3 separate regions of the Pan troglodytes genome follow, and regions 1 and 3 are each linked to region 2. The links are chromatin contacts, called in public HiChIP or PLAC-seq maps. All regions are on one chromosome and are shown on one strand. The core of a region is the stretch at or near the end of the contact, and the rest is flanking DNA. Distances in the headings are between cores, read along the strand shown.

Evidence for each region. HiChIP or PLAC-seq counts read pairs in DNA pulled down with a chosen protein or histone mark.
Region 1: a contact with region 2 is called in an H3K4me3 HiChIP or PLAC-seq map of stem cell-derived excitatory neurons, with 4 times the contacts expected there. The contact joins the promoter of ZNF317 here to the promoter of ZNF121 in region 2. A contact is called at or near these places in 1 of 7 Hi-C or Micro-C datasets (stem cell-derived neural progenitor cells) and 1 of 1 datasets of contacts at active chromatin or transcription factors (stem cell-derived excitatory neurons).
Region 3: a contact with region 2 is called in an H3K4me3 HiChIP or PLAC-seq map of stem cell-derived excitatory neurons, with 3 times the contacts expected there. The contact joins the promoter of ZNF699 here to the promoter of ZNF121 in region 2. A contact is called at or near these places in 1 of 7 Hi-C or Micro-C datasets (stem cell-derived neural progenitor cells) and 1 of 1 datasets of contacts at active chromatin or transcription factors (stem cell-derived excitatory neurons).

What each region holds. Positions count from the first base shown.
Region 1 is chr20:11,887,196-11,891,023 of NHGRI_mPanTro3-v2.0_pri, forward strand. ZNF317 (zinc finger protein 317) reads left to right here and starts at 2,206. Exons shown (of 7, transcript XM_524096.6): 1 at 2,206-2,435.
Region 2 is chr20:12,307,515-12,311,400 of NHGRI_mPanTro3-v2.0_pri, forward strand. It overlaps ZNF121 (zinc finger protein 121), which reads right to left and starts at 1,840. Exons shown (of 4, transcript XM_001161005.5): 1 at 1,750-1,840.
Region 3 is chr20:12,032,678-12,036,541 of NHGRI_mPanTro3-v2.0_pri, forward strand. ZNF699 (zinc finger protein 699) reads right to left here and starts at 1,845. Exons shown (of 6, transcript XM_063800517.1): 1 at 1,357-1,845.

The sequences.
Region 1 (3,828 bases), core at 956-3,455, 420 kb before region 2:
CAGGGAAATGCAAATTAAAACCACTATGAGATATCACCTCACATCCTTAAGGAGAACTATCATCAAAAAGATAGGAGAGGCCGGGCGCGGTGGTTCAAGCCGGTAATCCCAGCACTTTGGGAAGCCGTGGCGGGCGGATCACCTGAGGTCGGGAGTTCGAGACCAGCCTGACCAACATGGAGAAAGCCCGCCTCTACTAAAAAGACAAAATTAGTTGGGCGTGGTGGTGCATGCCTGTAAGCCCAGCTACTCGGGAGGCCGAGGCAGGAGAATCGCTTGATCCCGGGAGGCGGAGGTTGCGGTGAGCTGAGATCCCACCATTGCACTCCAGCCTGGGAAACAAGAGCGAAACTCCATTGCAAAAAGAAAAAAAAAAAAGAAAAAAAAAGATGAGAGATGAATGTTGGCGAGGGCATGGAGGAAAGTGAACCCTAGTACATTGTTGGTGGGAATGCATATTGGTACAACCTTTGTGGAAAACAGTATTCAGGCTCTTAAAGAAATCTACAACAGAACTACTATATGACCCAGGAATTCCTCTTTTGAATATATGCCTAAAAGAGATGAAATAATCACCTCATAACGATGTCTGCACTCATTTTCATTGTAGCATTATTTACAATATCCAAGTTACAGAAACAACCTCAATGTCCATTGATGCTCACATGAATACGAAATATAAAATAGCAGCTATGTAGTCTGAATAATATTCTATTATATCTATTTTGTATTTATATATGATGTCAACATTAATATCATATAATATTGATATATATTTCAAATTATATTAAATATTAATTAATATAATATTTATATTAATATAATATGTTGTATATACATACCCATTACATAATAGATATTCCCATTATATGTTATATATCATGTAATATATTATATGTAATATATGTATATAATATACTATATGAAATACATACTATATATTATATGTATTATTATATGTATATATGCTATATATTATGGTGTATATATTATTATGAAATCTATATTACATTATGTAATATAGATTATATATTATATATGAATATTTTATATCCATATATATTCCATATATACATTTTATATGTGTGTGTATATATATATATGCACCATGGTCCATCCCCTCAATAATATATTTTCCAAAACCTCAAATTTCCTTCTCTCTGTCTTTTATAATACCTGCCCTGGATAATACTAACCATCTGTCTCTCCTGCCTATATAATTCTGCCCCTACTGGTTACATGGGAAGCCTTGGTTTCCTAAAGTGTTGAGATTACAGGTGTGAGCCACTGTACCAAGTCTGATTCTGGAATTTTGTATATGCAGACTCCTCCTGCTAAAATAATATATATTATATATAATATATATTCCATAATATATATAACATACATACATATATTATTTTAGCATATATTATATAATATACAGTAATAATACACATAGTACATAATTATAATAAATATGATATAATATATATTCCATTGTATAAAACATATAATATATGTAACGGAATATTATTCAACCTTGAAATAGAAGGAGATCCTGACATTTATCACAAGATGGGTGGACCTGGAGGACATTTTGCTAAGTGAAATAAGCCAGACACAAAAAGAAAAATATTGCATGACGTCACTTACATGAGGAACTTTTTTTAATCAAGAGAGACAGCTCAAATACACAGAAATAAAGAATGAAACAGTTGGGGAAGGAAATGGGGAGATGTGGGTCAAAAAACACAAAATAGCAGATATGCAGGATGAACACCACACAGGTGATGGTGATTTTACGCCCCTCCCAAGGTGTCATTCAGAGGCACGTGGTCTCCATCTGACCCTCACTGGTGATATTGATTAGATCACCTGGTCCAGATGTTGTCCAATTTCTTCGCTGTACAATTTCTATTACTTTTTCTCCATTCCAACATACGAGCAGTTTATAGAGAGGCATTTAAGGCAATTCAAATATCTGCTCGTCATGCAAATGTCCCCCAGTTGTGTCATATAGATGACAATTCTTGCCTGATTCAACCTTTACCACTATGATGGCTACAAAATGCTGTGGGTTGTAGTTGAAAATTTGAGTCTTGAGTAGAAATTGGAGAAACATGCTGGACCGTCAGATTCCACCGGGGCACGGCCGCCATGCCAATCCAAACTTCAAAACTACAATTCCCAGCATCCTCTCCGCCCCGCTTCCGTATTAGACGCAGCCAATGAAGTCCCGCGAGAATTGGAAGGCGGCAGTGAAGCGGAAGCCATTACTCTCTGGAGGCTATTGCCCCGAGACACATGGGCCAAGGAGGGGTCAGCGGCGAATTCTTTCGGCCTGTTGGGGACCCCTTGCGTCCCCACGCCAGACTGGACCTCCCGTATGAACTTCTCTTCGCATCGGCGGCGGCTTCCGTCACCTCCGCTCCCCCGATCCTACTCCCAGTCGTGTAAGCCCTGCTTTCCTTAACCCTTCTCCCCCTCAGTTCCTGGGGTCACGGGAGGCCTATCTGGCGGTGAGGACTAAGAGGGTACGAGGGTCGGGGGCTAAAGAGCTAGGCATCCAGACGAGGGGTGCGTTTAGATCTCGCGATCAGCGATATGAAAAGCTGGGGACGCGAAGGATAAAATTGGACCATTGCAGCTAGTGATGAGAGAAGCATTGGTCACCTGATCCTGAAAAGCCCTGAGTCTCTGGTGGGGGCGGAAAAGCCCGGCTGAAGTGAATTCAAGAGTTTGGGGGCAGTTCAGGAGATTGGGGGGCGTCAGGATTTGGACATCGCGAGGAGAAATCACCTTCTTTCTGCGCTGTAGTCAATTTTATCTCGTGAATGTCAGCACATTGGTGTTCTTTTTAGCACTTACCTTGAGTACCTTTTATATTTTTAAGTCCTTCTGGTTGCACTTTTTTATTTATTTTAATTTTAGTGGACTCTCTTGTAAATAGCCTATATGTATATTTACTATTCAGTTCAACATTTTGTTAATTAACTTGAGTTAGTCCAGTTATACTTATCGTGATTATTAATATTTTCCATTGAATTTTACCGTCTTATTTTGTGGTGTGTCCTTTTCTATGCACATATTTTAACACTGGAAAATAGGACATACATGCAAAAAAAGTATGATTACACACACACGCAGACTTACACACACTTAAAAGGACAACAGTAAAGCGAATTTACAAACCAGGCCAAGAAAGAGATTATTAAATCTCAGAAAGCTGTGTACCTCTTCTAAACTGCGTCCTCCTCTCCCACCAATACTTTCTCCGTGGATTTGACTGCGTATACATCTTTTCCAGAAAATATATTTCCTAAATTTTGGTAATTATTTGTGAATGAACTCAGGCGCTTCAGTATTTTTGGAAACAATCTTTTTCTGTATTGATGCAAGCACACCTTTGTAATTTAGAGATTTCTAAATATCTTGTAGATGAAGTACTTACACCTAGCCATTCTTTTTCAGGAATGTCATGGCTTAAATTCTAGTCAGTTGACCAAATTCCACATACTGGACTTTTGTTTTCAAGTTGTGGTGAATCTATATTTGAACTTTGAGAATATTGTCATTTTTATGCCATTGAGTTGCAGTTAATTGATTTACATCATTTATTTACATCTTCTTTAATGCCTTTCAATAAAATGTTTGTTGTTGTTGTTGTTGTTTTTCCTTTTTGAGATGGAGTCTCACCCTTGTAGCCCAGAATGGAGTGCAATGACAATCTCCGCTCACTGCAACCTCTGTCTCCCTGGTTCAAGCGGTTCTCCTGCCTCAGCCTCCCGAGTAGCTGGGAATACAGGCACCCACCACCACACCCAGCTAAATTTTGTATTTTTAGTG
Region 2 (3,886 bases), core at 590-3,089:
AGCAAGACTCTGTCTCAAAAAAAAAAAAAATCTACTAGACTGGGTGTGTTAGATGTTCAAGTTTTCCCTAGGATCAAATTTTTCGGAAAAAAATGTCAAAACTACACTTAGTCTAAACATGCTGTTAATAAATTCAATAGATACTACTTTATTACACTAATACTAGAATAATATTCTGATTTTAATAATAAATAATTCTAGTATCAGTTTAATAAAGCCTCCATCCTGGCCAGGAGCGGAGGCTCACGCCTGTAATCCCAGCTCTTTGGGAGGCCGTCAGGCGGATTACAAGGTCAGGAGTTCGAGACCAGCCTGGGGAGCATGGTGAAACCCTGTCTCCACTAAAAATACAAAAAAAAAAAAAAAAAAAAAAAAAAAAAAAATTAGCTGGGCATGGTCCCTGCTACTCGGAGGCTGAGGCAGGAGAATCACTTGAACCCAGGAGGCGGAGGTTGCAGTGAGCTGAGATCGCGCCACTGCACTCCAGCCTGGGCGACAAGAGCAAGACTCCGTCTGAAAAAAACAAACAAAAGCCTCCATCCTTTCTTCCTGTGGGCCCCTGTTTTGAAGCTCTGTGCTGGGGTACAGACCTAGGAACTTCAGATAAAGACAACAGCTGTGTATTATTGCCTTTCTTTCTTTTTTGAGACGGAGTTTCGCTCTCATCGCCCAGGCTGGAGTGCAGTGGCAGATCTCGGCTCACTGCAACCTCGGCCTCTCAGGTTCAAGCAATCCTCCTGCCTCAGCCTCCCAAGTAGCTAGGATTACAGGGGACTGCCACCAAGCCTGGCTTTTTTTTTTTTTTTTGGTGAGACGGAGTCTCCCTCTTTTGCCCAGGCTGGAGTGCAGTGGCGCGATCTCGGCTCACTGCAAGCTCCGCCTCCCGGGTTCACGCCATTCTCCTGCCTCAGCCTCCCAAGTAGCTGGGACTACAGGCGCCCGCCATCGCGCCTGGCTAATTTTTTGTATTTTTAGTAGAGACAGGGTTTCACCATGTTGGCCAGGCTGGTCTCGAACTCCTGACCTCAGGTGATCTGCCCGCCTCGACCTCCCAAATGGCTGGGATTACAGGCGTGAGCCAGCGCGCCCAGCCTGCCTTTCTTTTGTAGAAAGGCTTGTAGCTGGTAACAACAAGAAACATTAAGTCCAAGAAAATAAAATAAGAAACTAAAGGCTCACAGTCTACACGTGTTCATATTTACATGCAGATATAGGCACACCCTAAACGACTATTTTTTTTCCATCAGAAAGTAATGTGTCAAAAATAAGAATAGGACATCAATGCCAGATTCTCAGACGAGACATTTTTAAGCAAAGAAATGGAAGTCAGAGCCCTCTTGAAACCAATTTTCTGCAGGTGTTCACCAGGAACACGCCGGAAACGCCAGGTTCCTGAGGCGCGGAAATGCGGGGCCGGAGCCAACCTGACTGGAACGGCAGAAATCCTTTTACTTTCAGAAAGAAAGAAACTCACAAAGGTTGCTTTCCAAGCTTTTGAAGAAGGGAGCACAGCGGATGAAACCACTCCAGAAAACGCGCGGAGTCGGGACAAACACACTTCCCGACCTGGCTCCTGACTGGGACCCACTGAGCCTGCGGCCTCTAGCCACTGGCCGCGCAGGGAGGACCGACAGCCCCTGGAGAAGAGAGTGAAACGAGGCAGATCGGAGAGGCTCCTGGGCGACAGCACCCAATCGTTCCTTTGCCGCCCCCCGCTATCTCCGGGATCCCCAAGCAGGCGGAACTCACCACAGCCAGGGTGGACTCCACCACGATAAAGGCGAAATGGCACTGACCATGCGGAGCCAGCGCCGGAAAAGATGGCGATTGTGCGCTGACGTCACTTCCGCTCCGAGCCTCGGGCCGGGCGGGGCTCCTGGGTTCGAGTTTCAGCCACATAGGACCCAGTCAAACACAGAAATTGTAGTTTCTTCCCGGGTGGGCGCGGACAGGCCCGTACTTGGGGGCGGTTTAGAGGTGGGACCCGGCTAGCCGGCGGTTCAGGTGGCCGGACCTGCTGGAAGGGCGGGCGTGGGGGATGGGACGCACCCCAGGGGATGCTCCTGCAGAGCTTTTCCCAGGTGGGCACAGTGGCTAAGGCCTGTAAGTCCAACACTTTGGGAGGCTAAGGCAGGTGGATAGCTTGAGTCCAAGAGTTCAAGACCAGCGTGGGCAAAATAGCAACATCCTTTATTAAAATATATATATGTGTATACATATATATAAAGCTTGTTTGTATACATCTCATGTTCCTAGAGCCTTTCCATGATTCTTCCATATTGATAAAGCTGCCAGTGAATGGCATGGTCTATCTCTTCTATTCCGTCAGGCTTTCTGTAGGCCTTTATTTCTTCATTCTTTATTTTTTAGAACCTGCTGGTTCCATTGCGTTTTCTTTTTTCGTTTTTCTTTTTCCTTTTTTATTTTTTTTTGAGACAGATCTCACTCCGTTGCCCAGGCTGGAGTGCAGTGGCATGACCTCGGCTCACTGTAACCTCTGCCCCCCGGGTTCAAGCGATTCTCCTGCCTCAACCTCCCGAGTAGCTGGGATTACAGATGTCTGCCTCCACGCCCAGCTAATTTTTGTACTTTTAGTAGAGAAGAGTTTCACCATGATGGCCAGACTGATCTCGAACTCCTGACCTCCAATGATCTGTCTCCCTCAGCTTCCCAAAGTGCTGGAATTATAGACATGAGCCACCGCACCCGGCCACATTTTCAATATAATAATATTTTCTGTAAATCTTGATTTTTTTTTGTCTTCATCAAGTATGTATTTCTGGCTGGGTACGGTGGCTTATGCCTATAATCCCAGCAATTTGGGAGGCCAAGGGATCGTTTGAGGCCAGGAGTTTGAGACCAGCCTGGGCAATACAGCAAGACCCCGTCTCTATTTAAAAAATTTTTTTAAATATGTTTTTGTTTTTGTTTTGAGATGGAGTCTAGCTCTGTTGCCCAGGCTGGAGTGCAGTGGCACGATCTTGCTGACTGCAACCTCTGCCTCCCGGGTTCAAGCGATTCTTCTCTCTCAGCCTCCTGAGTAGCAGAGATTACAGGCAGGCGCCACCATGCCCGGCTAATTTTTGTATTTTTAGTAAAGACAGGGTTTCACCATATTGGCCCAGTTGGTCTCGAACTCCTGACCTCATGATCTGCCTGCCTCACCTTTCCAAAGTGCTGGGATTACAGATGTGAGCCACCACGCCTGGCCAAAAACATGTATTTCTATTGTTATTTTTCTGATCTTCCCACATGGGCCAGGACCACATTTCCTACATTGTAAAATAGCGCTGACACCAGACATTCTCCCCAGGTTTATTCAGAAATGTAACATAATCCCAGTAAAAATATTAAAAGTTTTTTCTGGAGTTAGTTACGTTGATACTAAAGTTTATGTGGAAGAATAAATATCTGATAATAACCAAGAAAACAAAAACAAAAGCAATGATGAGCAGCAGATGTTAAAACATACTATTAACAGTTTTCACACAAGGCAAATAATTAAATTATATTAAAATAAAAATAAATAAGACATACTATAAAGCCTCTATAATTAAAACTATGTGGTACTAGCACATGAAGCAGAAACAGACTAATAAAATATCTAAAAACAGACCCAAGAACATGTAGGAATTTGGTTCATAAATGTGGTATTTTGCCAGGCGCGGTGGCTCATACCTGTAATCCTAGCAATTTGGGAGGCCGAGGCGGGAGGATCACCTGAAGTCAGGAGTTCAAAACCAGCCTGTCCAACATGGTGAAACCCTGTCTCTAATAAAAATACAAAAATAAAATTAGCCAAGCTTGGTGGTGGGCTTTCTGTAATCCCAGCTATTCGGGAGGCTGAGGCAGGAGAATCGCTGAAACCCAGAAGGCAGAGGTTGCA
Region 3 (3,864 bases), core at 595-3,094, 270 kb before region 2:
ATATATAAAGTTGAATAACGACCAGCATAAAAGTTTAGAAAGAAAATAGAAAATAATATTTTTTAAAACATAGTAAACAGAATCAGAAAAGCTAAAAAAGCATCCTTTGCAAAAAGAAAAACTAATGAAACTGACAAACTCAGCTTTTTTAAAAAAATTTTTATTTAATTTATTGTTTAAGACAGACTCTTTATGTTCCCAGGTTGATCTCATTTCCTAGGCTCAAGCGATCCATCTGCCTTAGCTTCCCACCAGCTGGGACTACAGATGTGCACCACCGCAGCCAGCAACAGACTCAGCAATTTTAAGAGCAACAGGGCATAAACAACAAAACAACAAAAAATATGAACAAGAATGAATCATAATTACAGATATCATAAGGAGAATATAGAAAAAATTTAAGGAATAAATATGAAGATGCACAGGTAATTAATGAATTTCTAGAAAGTAGTACAACTTTCCAGCAGTGATCTAAAACCTGATTACACCCCGTAATTAAAGAAAAAAAAATCAGCGGTTTAAAACACGGTCAGGCCGGGTGCAGTGGCTCATGCCTGTAATTCCAGCACTTTGGGAGGCGGAGAGCCCATGAGTTCGAGACCTGCCCGGGCAACAGAGCGAGACTCCTATTTTCTAAAAAGAAATAGGAATAAAGAAAGGAAAAAAACCTACAAACACCTACAGCAAACATCCTATTTAATGGTGAAATGATAGAATAATTCCCTCTGGAATCAGAAACAAGACAAGGATGTAAATTACATGCTATTCTGTCGGACATTGTACTGGAGGTCCTGGCAAGTGCAGTAAAGAAATGAAAAGAAATGGAAACTGCAAGGAATAAAAAGGGAAAAGATTGAAACTGACAGATGACCAAATTTTCTGTGTGAAATTTAACCAATCTATAGACAAATGATTCAAATGCATCATTAATGACAAAATGCATCAGTTCACTTTCACTTGAATATAATGTATCAAACTGATGTCCACAGGCAGAATATAATATCCAGAGACCAAATACTATCTTTTTGTTTTTTTGAGACAGGGTCTCGCTCTGTTGCCCAGGCTGGAGTGCAGTGATGCGATCTCAGCTCACTGCAACCTCTGCCTCCCGAGTAGCTGGGAACACAGGAGCGCACCTTTTATATTACTTTTTTTTTTTTTTTTTGGTAGAGACGGGATCTTGCTATGTTGCCCAGGCTGGCCTCAAACTCCTGGGCTCAAGCGATCCGCCCGCCTCGGCCGCCCAAAGTGCTGGGATTACAGGCGTGAACCACCGCGCTTGGCCCAAACACTACCTAATGCATAAAGAGGGGACAGGAGGGGACCGAGCCGAGGCAAATGTCACCCCGTGCTCACCCGACACGCCGCGATCCACAGATCAGCTCACAGAGAACGAGGCTGAAGCGCTTGTCCTTGAGACCCGAATGGCAGAGATGCTCTTCCTTTCTGGAAAGAGAGCAAAGGATGCTTTCGGAGGCTGATGAACTACGACATTGGTTCTCCAACTCTCGCCTGCATCAGAATCACCCCGATTTCTGTACCCAGACCAGAGTTCCCGATTCAGTGAGTTTGGGACCAGCCGCGGCCACAGGGGCAGCTGACCCGGGCTCTCTGAGGAGGCGCCGCGGCGGCGGGAGGCCCCGGGCGCGGGGTCCGGACAAGGAGTGGCGGGGAGGCAGCCCTTAGACCGCCGATCCCCAAACCCAGCCCTCGGTCTCCCGCGGACCCGACCCGGGGCAGGCGGGGCGGGGCGGAGCAGGGCAGGACAGGAAGTGGACGGAGGCAAAAATGTTCCTCAGACGCGGGGGGAGGCGTAGGGTGACAGGGCTGTCGACTCGCGCATGCGCAGAAGCACACTTCTGATTCCTCTTTTGGCGCTGCAAATGGCGTATGGGGCGGGGCCTGGGAAGCGGGACTTGAGGTGAAGCGGGTGGAGCAGGGAGGAGCGGGATGCAAAGGAGCGCCAAGGCTGGTTCCAGCCGCAAGTGGATGAGAAATCCTAGTTTCTTCATGATTTGGAGTAAACAGAGAAGAAACAGAACCCTGGACTGGACTTGCATGACTCGGCCTGAGGGGCGGAACTGGGGCTAGACCTAGGGGCGTGGCCTTTTAAATATTCCAAGGGGCGGGGCTAAAGGTGGAACCAGATTGGGAGCGGGGCTTGGTTGAAATTCCTAGGGGGCGGAGACGAGGGCTGGGCGGGGCTTAAGTGACAAGGCCTAGGGATGGGGCTAAGGCTAGGGCTTCCCATCCAGGTTCTCAGCTACCACGGATACAGGATGCTCATCGATCGGGTTTCTACCTATCCTCCACGTTGCTACAGTCCTGTACACAGGACACATATATTTGCAGCTCTAATAGGAAACAGACTCTCCTTTACACTCACTCAGTCCTTTTGGGCCTTTTAGTTTTCCCTTTCATTGTTGTATTGATAACTTCTCCTGTAGAGGGAAGCCATTGATAATTATTTAAATAGAACCTTTTTCCTGGAAACTTGCTGAATTCTGATAGCTGTCAGTTTATTATTTGAACCATCAAATATAAATATTTTCTCTGCATGTTTTCATTGTTTTAATGTGTATAACTCATTTCTTTATGTGAGGCAATGTCTCACTCTATCGCCTAGGCTGGACTGCAGTGGCGCGACCATGGCTCACTGCAGCCTTGACTTCCCCAGCTCAAGTGATTGTCCCATCTCAGCCCCCCAAGTAGCTGAGAATACAGTCGCGTACCACCCCACCCAGCTATTTTCTTTATTTTTTGTAAAGATGGGATCGCACTATGTTGCTGAAGCTGGTCTCAAACTCCTGAGCTCAAGCTATCCTCTCATCTCAGCCTCCCAGAGTGCTAGGGGTACAGGTGTAAGCCACCACACCCAGAGTCATTTCTTTTTCTTATTGTTTGTTTAGGGCTTCCTCAACTATAAGTCGGAAAGAAATTAAGCATTCTTGTCTTGGTCGGTAATGATTACCAAAGTTCCTCAGTAAGCTGTTTACAACAGGTTGCACCTCTTATCAAGTTAATCTTTTTAAACCAGGTTTATAAAGATATTTTATCAATAATTTTTTATGAACACTATCAAATGTTTATGCAACAATTGAGTTGATAACATAATTTTGCTCCTCTGACTTAGTTTATAATATGATATCCATATAAAATATTTAATTTTAGGCAAGGCGCAGTGGCTCATGCCTGTAATCCCAGCACTTTGGGAGGCCGAGGCCGGTGGATTACCTGAGGTCAGGTGATCAAGACCAGCCTGGCTACCATGGTGAAACCCCATCTCTACTAAAAATACAAAAAATTAGCTGGGCATTGTGGCGGGTGCCTGTAATCCCAGCTACTCAGGAGGCTGAGGCAAGGAGAATCGCTTGAACCTGGGAGGCAGAGGTTGCAGTGAGCTGAGATCGCGCCATTGCACTCCAGCCTGGGCGACAATAGAAAGACTCCATCTCAAAAATATATATATTCAATTTTATATATCCCCAATGAATCTATACTTTTAGTAAAATGGTTTCTGAGTTTCCTAGTTTGCTTTTAAATGTCTCCCCAAACTCTAAAATATAAAAATACTTCCTAATTTACTTCCAAATTGTACTGCTTTTTAAAACGTATAATTCTTTACTGCTCAGGGAATGTATTTTGGTATAATATGAGGTAGAGATGTGTTATATAAGTGAACCACAGGTGGCCTTTCTGTATTGGTCCCTAGGTTGTTCATTACTTCTTCACTGCGGCTTGAGGTCACCTTCCCAATGCCTGTCCCTGGTGCCCTAGCCAGCTCCCTTTCATCATCTATGTTTTTTAAGTGTAAATCTTTTTCTATTATGAAGCATTATGTTCTCATTGTAGTTTTTTATTTTA